Regions from separate parts of the Pan troglodytes genome. Here regions 2 and 3 are each linked to region 1. Evidence: chromatin contacts called from public Hi-C and HiChIP or PLAC-seq data. All regions are on one chromosome and are shown on one strand. The core of a region is the stretch at or near the end of the contact, and the rest is flanking DNA. Distances in the headings are between cores, read along the strand shown.

Region 1 (3,209 bases), core at 232-2,731:
TCAGGCTCTGATAAATTGAACACACTCCCCACCAATCATGGCCCAGGGAGATTTGGAAAGGAGCTGTGTGTGGGGCATCTGTTTCCGCTAAATGCAATGCCCTCTGCAGGTTGTTCCTCTGTATGAGGACTCCTAGACAAAGGTTAGCCTCTCCCTGCATCTGAGAAACTGTGCTTGGGGCTGTAAATGTTCATTGAGAAGCCTCCAACCTAGCCAGGGCCTGGCCTCACTGTCCTAAGTCTTCAGATGCACTCAGCCTCCAGTGGTGCTGTATTTTACCAGTTAAACACGTCTTCAAAGTTTACTACGAAACAATGTGGCTCCTAGCTTGCCAAAAGTTTAACTGCAGGATTCAGTGGATTTTATCTGGCAGAGTAGCTGCCGTGACTCTTGACAATATTTGCCAGCAAAAGGCAGTCCTCAAACCTTGCAACCAGGGCAATCCCAAGGCCCAACGTGTCACTGAAGGAGTTCTTCTGGGAAAGGTCCCTCTTTCTCTTCAATCACCTCCCGCAAATCCCCAGCTTCCAGAATCCAATTCAAGGCAGTCTGGCATTTCAGGAGACAGCAGTAAAAAACTTTTGATGGGATAACCCAGGACATAAATATTCCTGGCTGAACTTACTTTTGATTCTTAAATATCTGAAGGAGCTTGGGTTTAAGGAAGATAAAGGGAGAGAACCAATGAATAGGGAAAAATAAAATAAGTAGCATACCATGACCAAGCCAAACCAAGCTTGATATTTCCACATTATATTGGCAAATGGATGCTTTCACATATCACTTGTTCTGTCTTTCCTGGAGACCACAAAAAAAAAAAAAAAAAAAAAAAAATCTGGATTCAAAAATCCTAACCCCAGACCACTGCATTGTGTCAGTGGAATGCAATCTAAATTGCCAGTCAGAAAGTCCAACCTTATATGTACCAACCAACACGCACACAAGCACCTCCAAGCCAAAAGTTGTAACGCCTGAATCCGTGCGTTTATCAATTTCATCATCCCCATACCCCTGCCGGGTTCCTGGCGCTGGGTTAAACCGACAGCATCATGTTGCCATCGATGCGTCTTACAAGATGGTTTTGGGCAAATCCCCTAAAGTAGGCAGAAGCAAAAACTAGGTTCCTCTGCCCGGGCACCTCCTCCTCCAGGCTGGCCCCCGGCCTCCCGGGTGCCCCTTACCTGCAGGCGCTCCGTGGCCGGCTGCCACATCTTCCAGCCCTGGGTTTTGGCAGAGGAGACGCTGGCGAGACTGTCGATCGCGCCGGGGGGCGAGGGGCTGGGGTCCCGCTTTACATCTGGGGTCGGTGTCCGCGGGATGTGCGTCCTGGCGCTGGCCACCGCCGCCGGGTGGGCGTAGGGGGCTGCGAGCAGGAGGAGGCGCGGCGCTCAGCTGCCGGCAACTTGTGGGCACGGCCGCGCGCCGGCTGTCCTGGCGCAGCTGCGAGAGGACTGCGCAGCTCCGCCCGGGCCCGGCGAGCGCGCGGCGGCGGCGGGGGCGGCCGCTCCCTCCTCCCCCGCCGCCGCCGCCCGGACCTGCGCGCTCTGAGCATGCCCGGGGCAGGCGCCCAGGGGCCGCGCGGGGCGGGAGTGCAGCGCGGCAGACTCTAAATCCTAGTGAGGGGTGAATGGGGAGGCTAGAACAGCCGGCCCTTCCCTGCAGGAAGCCCCCATTGGGTTGAGGTCTGGGAAAAGGGACAGACTGGCTGAGGGGGGAAGGGCCTGGAGCCGGGGGTGGTGGGGGCAGCGGGGATGTCGGGGGTGGCGGGGGTGGGGGAAATTCCTAAAATAAGGAAACCGTAGCCCCGGGGGTCCCGGGTTTCCATATAACAGGCATCTCTGAAGTGCCTGTGCTGTGCCTGGCGCTGTGCTAGGGAGACACTTCCATTCATTCTTCCCACTCCAGTTAACTGAGCATCTATTAGGCTCCAGCCCCTATGCTGGGTTCTGAGGATGCGGCGACGCAGAATAGAAGACAAGAGAATGTTCCTTCTCTCTGGAGCTTACCTTCTGCTTTGGAGAGAGAGTCGTGACTGAGCAAACACATCAACAAGCCGGTGCTATATCGGGTGGTGATAAAACAGGGCAGATGTGGGAAGAAGGGGAGAGGAGAGTTTCTTAGACGAGGGCCCTGGGGAATGCCTGGAGTAAGACCTGAGAGATGAGAGGGATTGGCCATGAGGAGGCCATGCTTCATGATGGGGAGAGGACTCGACTCCTAACCTATACAGGGATGAGGAGGGCCATGCAGACTCCCGCATCACTAACTCATCCTGAGATCTGCCAGGTGCAGCAGGAGGCTCTGAGAACCCAAGGGAAAGCCGCTCTGGGCTCACAGGCCTGGAGGCTCCCCGGCTAGTGCCGGCCACCATGAGATGACTTCCTGTCCTAAACAGGCCAGCCCTTCCCATTCTCTTGACAACTCGGCAAAATAACTATTAATATTTTCACCATGTGGATCAAACAAATGAGGCTTATAAGGTTTAGGTCACTTGTCCAGGTCACACAGCCAGTGAGTGGCTTAGAGAGTGCACAGTCAGATGACTTCGGGGCAGGAGATCTGGCCCTGCGCCTCTAACTGACCATGGAAACCCAGTGGAGAGAGCATCCGTCTAGGGCTGCGGGTTAAAGGCACTTGGCGAGTCAGGGATACTAAGCTGATTCTGGAGCTGATGAAGAGTGGGAGAGGAGAACATGGTGGGAAGAACTCACGACATAGAATGACCAAAGAGAGCAGCAGAGAGAACACATTGTTTGTGGGGAGCCCTAGGATCCTACAAGGCAGGGTCCTGAGAGCAGAAGGGTGTGAAAGAGAGGCATTTCATACTGAGACAGCTGCACAACTTGGGCCCTGAGCTACCCATGCAATGTCAAAATCCACACTCCATGTCTGGAAGGAGGATCTGTCCATTTTCCTTGTTCTGCATGACTACAATGATTTCCAGATATGGAACCACTCCAGAATCTAACCCTCAGCTCATCCGACCCTCGCAGCAGCTCTCCGTGGGACAGAAGCCCCTATCTCCCAAGGCTTAGGGAGCACAGGGTTCACAGAGTCACACTGTGGGGAGTCACAATGGCGATTCATATCCAGGATTCCAGGCAGATCCTTCTGGACCCCGCGGTTGCTATCTTGGTGCCACCAGCCTTGGCAAGCCCAGGACCCTCAGTGCCTCTAGGAGCCTCTGGCAAAGCCACAGAACTGCCTCC
Region 2 (3,209 bases), core at 404-2,903, 440 kb after region 1:
AAAGATTCTAGATAAATGCAAAAAAATCTGGCTGTCAAGGTCAAGCTTCTCAATCCCATTTACCTCTAAAAAATGTAAAACCTGTCATAATGAAAGGGCAGCCTTTTTCCCCATTGAAAGAACCTATTTGAGCATTCTCAAAGTAACTCTCCAATCATGGTTATCAAATTTATATGAAACAAACTCCTCCACCCTAAATGTAAGAAAGATAGTATCTGATCCCAAATATCGTCCATATTCATGTGGTTTAATGTAATCATTTCAGATAACTTCATTATTTGCCCTACCCTGCAATACAGGTTTGGGGATTTTCTACCCGTACACACAGTCCTACCAAATTGCCTACTGAAAATGTTGATGTTAATAGGTTTCACAGAGCTTTAACGGACTTGTAAAAGCCCCAGATATTATTTTCTGCCAAATTCTCCTGAAAACCCCAAATTCACGGGCGGCTGCTGGCTACATCCCATCGTCCCATCCCTCGCACCGCCCCCACGCTTTCTGGCGGCTTCCCGGTGCCCTGCTCACGCCCCGGCTGCCAGCCCCAAGCGTGCGCCCCGTGGAGCGTCCGGCAGGAAGGGCGGCCCTGCCAGCGCCACGTACAATGCCCCCTCGAATGCCTCCGACTGTTCCAACACTGCTCCTAAGCTTAGAGAGGGCTGGTCGCAGGCCGAGGGGAGGCAGCTGCCCTCCTCGTCCTCTGGCTGCTTTGTCACAGCCCTCAAGGGCGGAGGAAGAGAAGGAGCAAGTGCCCCACCACCTGGCACGGGGCCCACCATCACTTGCCTCCCACACCGCACACCCTTTACACACACAGGGTCCAGCCGGACGTGGAGCGTGGACCACCTGGACATTGAACACCTCGCCGGGGACGCTCGGAGCCGGCTCCTCCGCGCTGCCAAGGCGGGCACCGCTCAAGTGGTTCTTGGCTCGGCCCGGCCGGGAGGGGCGCGCCACTCAGTGGCCAACCGGAGCGTCTGGAGCCCCGCGCGAGGAGTGCCGAGCCCCGGAGCGGCACACCCCGAGAGCCCGGCTGGCCCCGCCCGGGAACCAGGGCGGGTAAGGGAATCAGGGTCGGCCCGGGGGTCCGCGTCCACGCGGGCCAAGGGACTGGATCCATCTTCTTCCCAAAGTGGGAAAGCCTGTGTCAGGCGTGCCCATTGTCGGGCAGCATCAGCAGGGCCGGCGGGAAGAGGCTGCTGGTCCCGGACCAGCGCCCCGCACCGCGCCCGCCGCTTCCACTCACCTGGCAGTTGGCGCCGGAGATCCCGGCGGGGCAGGTGCAGCTGTAGCCAGGCTCGCCGGCGGGGGCCGGGTGCTGCGGGTCCGGCTCAGGGCGCGAGGTGCACACACCCCCGTTCCGGCAGGGCTGCGCGGCGCACGGCCCGGGCGCAGACAGGGGCGCGGCGGGCACCGGGTTGGCCAGGGAGCTGCCTCGGGGCCCCGCTCCGAGCAGCAGCAGCAGCAGGGCCAGCGCGGGCAGCAGCTGCGCACCGGGCGCCTGGGCGCGGCGGGGCTGCATGGCCGGCCGGGAGGGCGCGGGAGCCGGAGCCAGGACGCAGTGACGGCGGCGGCGGTGGCAGTGGCGACGAGAGCTGCGAGAGCGACGGTGGCGGCTAGGGCTGCTCCGCCGGGCCGGGCGCCTCCTGCAGCTGCGGGATCCGCGGTTCCCCGGGCAACGGCGGGCGGGGCCTGCGGGGCGGGGCGGGGCGGGGCGAGCGGGGGGCGGGACGCCTGGCGGCCCCGGCTCTGGAGCACCGGGGAGTGGGGCCTCTTTCCCCGCAGGGAGTTGGGATGGGGGTTGCAGGAAGACGATGCGGGACCCCATCCCCCAGGAGTGGGTCGAAGTCACGGGTGTGTCCAGAAGCAGCCCTGGTACAGGGAGCCAGGCGACGCTGGGGAGGAAAGGGGCTGGAGAGGTCCACGAGTGCGGGAAGCGGGGCTTTGAGGGGCCTCCAGAGCCGGGAGCACCGAGTGCGCCCCAAGGCCCGGGCAGGGCAGGGCGCCTCAAGGGAGGGGCGGCGCGCTAGCAGCAGCCACCTTTGGCCTCTTGGCGCAGAATCTGCGAGACCGCCGCGGGGCCCGGCCTTGCCTCATCCCCCGGGACTGCTCCCCTTCCCACAGCGCTTCTCCCGGCACCCCGAGCCCTCCCGCCCGGCCACGGAACCCTGCGCCCGACGCTCGCTCAGCAGCCGGGTTCGCCTGGAAGTGACCTCGTGTCCGCCAGGCGGACCCGGGGCCCTTGTCCTTGGTGCTGACCCAGCTGTCTCATTCTCGCCGGCCCTTTCCAGAGCGCGGGGCCTGCCGCACCACTAAGGAATGTCTGGCAGCGCCGTGTGAGGGCGGGAAGAGGCCTTGGTGTCAGGCTGTCCACCCCTGTCGTTGAACCTAGGGGGAAACTGAGGCCCAGAAAGTCTGGATTCGAATCCAGTGGGTCAATTGACTCCCAGCCCAGAACGCCCGAAAGAACAGTTCAAAAGCCCAGGTTGGCAGAGGCGCTGCTAGCGGCAGGAATCGCAACAGGGGACTCTGTATAAAAGGAGCATTCGCTGTGACCTACTTCGGGGGGGGATGGGGGAGGCTCTTCTACACGTCCTGGCTGGGCTGGCTGGTGCTGCGACCGCCAAGGAGGCTGCACTCCGCTGAATAAAGCGCATCCAGCCTTGTCTCCTCCACCTGACCTTTCACAATCTCTATTACCTGTGGGTTCCCAGGTACCTGTTACCTTCTTTTTAAGGTGGCCAAATGAAAAAAGAAAATGTGATTCCCCTGGATTGACAGTCTGGGCCAATTTTTTTTTTTAGTAAACACAAAAAATAGCTTGTTTTGTTTTTTAAAAAAATTAAAGTAAGGACTCCATGTGAACTTATGCTGTAGGTGTCACAGACGCCAGGGGCTGCTAAAAGTCCTCCAGTGGAAACAGAAGGCAAACTGCATGGCTTCTCCCTGTCCTGTTCAAACGCAGAAGCAAATGTCACACTTTTCTGCTTCAGGAGATACCTAAAATTCATGTGGCCATTGCAGGAAATCACTGAACCCCAGACAGATCTGCAAGCGGAGAATTCAGACCTCCAAGTGGATAGAGTTATTACATTTTTCCTCACACCTGCTGTCTTTCAATCTAAGACCTCTTCCTTTTGAAAATTCTTAATTTTGTGCCACGCCAGCACCCTCTGCTGGTACTAGTGTCGTCATTCAGGTGGTTTCTG
Region 3 (3,209 bases), core at 282-2,781, 320 kb after region 1:
AGATCACCTGAGGTCAGGATTTCAAGACCAACCTGGCCAGGGTGGTGAAACCCCATCTTTACTAAAAATGCAAAATGAGCCGAGCATGATGGTGGGTGCCTGTAGCCCCAGTTGCTCAGGAGGCTAAGGCAGGAGAATCGCTTGAACTCGGGAGGCAGAGGTTGCAGTGAGCCAAGATCGTGCCAGTGCACTCCAGCCTGGGTGACTGAGCGAGACTCCATCATCAAAAAAAAATAAAAATAAAAAAAGAAATATTATGTTAGAATCCAGTTTTTATTCTAAAACCTTACCAAAGTGAAAGAAATAGCATTGATGGATAGAATTCAGATTATCTGAGCAAAATTCCCTACCTACTGTCTCAACACCAAACCAAAGTTGGGTTGAATCAGATGCAGTGTTGAGTGGAAGATTTTGGTAACTCACCAATAAAGTGATTATTCCCCAAGGCGAGCATCTCCTCCAGGAGGACCAGTCCCCCTGAAGCCTGAAGGGGGGTCACACTTCTTCCATCTATGAGGGAGCACTGTTGGAATCCTGTGGCCGTGACCTTCCAGAGCAAAATCAGTGAGGCAGTGGCATCTTGCCGAATCCTGGAAACAGGAATGATGTAAACAGAAAGCTCCTTTCAGAAAAATTCATCTTAGAACCAGTTCTTCAAATTAAAAATAAATACAAAGATGGTATGTGCATCTACCAAGGTACCAGGAGATCGACGGCATAAACAGATACGCGGGCATCCACTATAAAGGCGCATACTCCCACTTGTTCACAGTGTACCACAAAATGAGTCACTGGTAACTCACCTTTGAGTAACCACTTTGATGAACAGTAAAAGAGTACACTGAGTTCTCTTTCAGACAAATCCTTCCATAGCCACACAATATAAAAAGAGTTTTGCTTAAATTTGTCGTAAACGTGGACTGCAACCCAACACAGCCACCTGAGTTATGCTGCCAAAATAAGCAAAAGTGTGTCACCCTTCCCCAACACCCCCCACCCACCCACCCACACACACACACAATCACATACAATCCACCTCCCAATGCTTCAGGCCTCCCCTGGCTCATTTTTGGTAAAAAACAAAACAAAACAAAAAAAAACACCCCACAGAGAATAGGATGTCACAGAAAGCCCATCAACCCCAACCCCAACCCCAGCTGCCCTCCTGCGCTTTTCTCCTCACAGCCCAATGCTTCAGCTACTAGGAGCTACCCCAACCCAGTTCTTTCTCACCTCCCAAGCTTTGTCTCCTTCTCCACCTTGGAAATGTGTTCCTAGCCCACATATTACCTCTTCCCAGAGACCCCTGACCACTTCCCAACATCCCAACAGCTGCCCATTCTCCCCAGTGCTCCTGGAGAAGATCACAGTAGACTCTGCACAGATCCGCTCCCCCAGCACAGGGCTCCTGGCGTGCAGCAGGGGCTCAGTAAAGCTTTGATAAGTGACTAAATTCATGAGGAAATGAAAGCGTAAGGAGCTAGTAACCCCCACAAGTGAATTCAGTGCCCTCAGGTCATTCGGCACTCCCATCTCACTTCGTCTGAGTCAGACTGCTGATTTGGTCCCGTTCTGCAGCCTAAGGGAGTCTCAGAGAATGGCAGGTTTGTTGAGAGGAAAAAAACAAAAGCATTTAACGAGATAGAAGACCAGAAAATTTGGGAAGGTTTATCAAGGTAAGATAATATGATCTAGACAAGAAAGGGCTGAGAGATGTTTTAAGAGTAAAGGAAACTAGAGATCCTGCTCCTAAAACTAGCCCAGGACGGCAGGGGTTTCAGCTGTAGTTTGAGCAGTGAAAGAAACGCTTAGGACCGGGGTCCCCCTGCTGGTAGAGCTCGAAGCTGCCTCAGGCTCCACCTCTCCCGCCTCTCCGGATGGAAGCGTTCCTCCTGAGCCCAGGAATTCCCAAGCAGCCCTTCCAGGCTCTTCCCCTGCCAGAGTGAGTTCAAGGCTGTGGGGACCCAGGGTGCAAGAGCAATGTAACAAAGTCCCTCTTCCAAACATGTTCAGGGACTCCATTGTTTAGAAAGCCAGGTAGACAAAAATGGCGATGGATACATGGAAGAGACCTACAGTGCCCGCAGGCCCCTTAAAAGGGAGCCAGTGCATCAGATTGGTTAACCAGGCCACGTGTTCCCAGTCTTCTAAAAATCCCCAAAGACTGGACAGCAAATGCCCCTCAGGTTGCATGGAAAGTGTGGGGAGGGCGGTAGTCAATGGCAACTGAAAAGGATGGGCAGTGGGGGGTTGTCAGCCGGCCTGGGGCACCCTAATACTGGCCCATACCCCACCCCCAGCTTTGTGCTTCTGGGCACCTGCTGACTTGAGCCTCATATAAAGCACCACACATATCAGGTCTCAACCAGCACTGCTTCCCTATGCCTCTCCCTCTTCCCCACCGGTGACAATGGACCCTGTCATTTAAAATAGCTTGAATTTAAAACAAAACACTCTCTTTGTACGCTTGCTTTTAAAGAGAAAATTGTAAAAATAAATAAATAAATAAAAATTATAAAAAATAAAGAGAAAATTGTAATATGTAGAATTTAAATTTGGGGCAAAGTATGCATCTGAATGTAACTGATGGTCCATTAAAATCTTAAGAGGCCAATAATTTGGGAAGCAAAGCATTTGGGAGACAAGGAATCTGGCTGAGATCTTATCTAAGGCCTCACGGTTTGTCACCTCACACCAGACTCATCCAGTCCAATTTCTCAATTCCACTTGTCCAGCCTGAAAACCCGCACTGTAATCGCCTCTGAAATCGCTTCCTCTAGTTTTCAAATGGCAGGGGCCACATCTACCCGTGGAATCTGTTCACGATTCTCACTTGACGGGCCACTTACACACCAGGTCCACGGATGGACACAACCCCACTTATAGGTCATAGCATCACTCTTAACAGTTTGTAACTCAGAATTTTCTTACTTGACTGAGGTGTTCTGTGGCACTTCAAAGGATACCAGGCGGCCACCCGCAGAGCTGTTAGAACTGGCATTCCCACAGGCAATATCTGGGATCACCTGGGAAGGGAAAAAAAAAAAAAAACGACATATGATTGGGGTTGTTTATAGTATAACATAATGTGATAAAGCAAAATTCCATGCTGAATTTCCTTCATCCCTTTTGATGATGCGGGGGTAGGGCTAGAGAGGAGACGAAGAAGTGAAGCCTTACAAACTCAAAAGAAAATGAAATCTTTGTCA

The links. A called contact is a pair of places that touch in the nucleus more often than the background predicts. HiChIP or PLAC-seq counts read pairs in DNA pulled down with a chosen protein or histone mark.
Region 2: an H3K4me3 HiChIP or PLAC-seq map of stem cell-derived excitatory neurons shows a contact between it and region 1, with 7 times the contacts expected there. The contact joins the promoter of DNER here to the promoter of PID1 in region 1. A contact is called at or near these places in 2 of 7 Hi-C or Micro-C datasets (blood and stem cell-derived neural progenitor cells) and 1 of 1 datasets of contacts at active chromatin or transcription factors (stem cell-derived excitatory neurons).
Region 3: a contact with region 1 is called in a Hi-C map of stem cell-derived neural progenitor cells, with 4 times the contacts expected there. The contact joins the enhancer-like site here to the promoter of PID1 in region 1. A contact is called at or near these places in 2 of 7 Hi-C or Micro-C datasets (blood and stem cell-derived neural progenitor cells) and 1 of 1 other capture datasets (stem cell-derived neural stem cells).

Annotation. Positions count from the first base shown.
Region 1 is chr13:131,510,251-131,513,459 of NHGRI_mPanTro3-v2.0_pri, forward strand. It overlaps PID1 (phosphotyrosine interaction domain containing 1), which reads right to left and starts at 1,482. Exons shown (of 3, transcript XM_526050.8): 1 at 1,182-1,482. The coding sequence starts at 1,211.
Region 2 is chr13:131,953,725-131,956,933 of NHGRI_mPanTro3-v2.0_pri, forward strand. DNER (delta/notch like EGF repeat containing) reads right to left here and starts at 1,654. Exons shown (of 13, transcript XM_516135.6): 1 at 1,247-1,654. The coding sequence starts at 1,522.
Region 3 is chr13:131,826,155-131,829,363 of NHGRI_mPanTro3-v2.0_pri, forward strand. It overlaps DNER (delta/notch like EGF repeat containing), which reads right to left. Exons shown (of 13, transcript XM_516135.6): 3 at 2,932-3,026; 4 at 424-590. Among named protein-coding and RNA genes, the nearest start is that of DNER, 130 kb to the right of the region's middle. Within about 2 kb of position 1,532, at least 8 of the 24 cell types and tissues checked have an H3K27ac peak or open chromatin away from gene starts, as enhancers often do. A contact at or near this core is called in stem cell-derived neural progenitor cells, where this site is marked.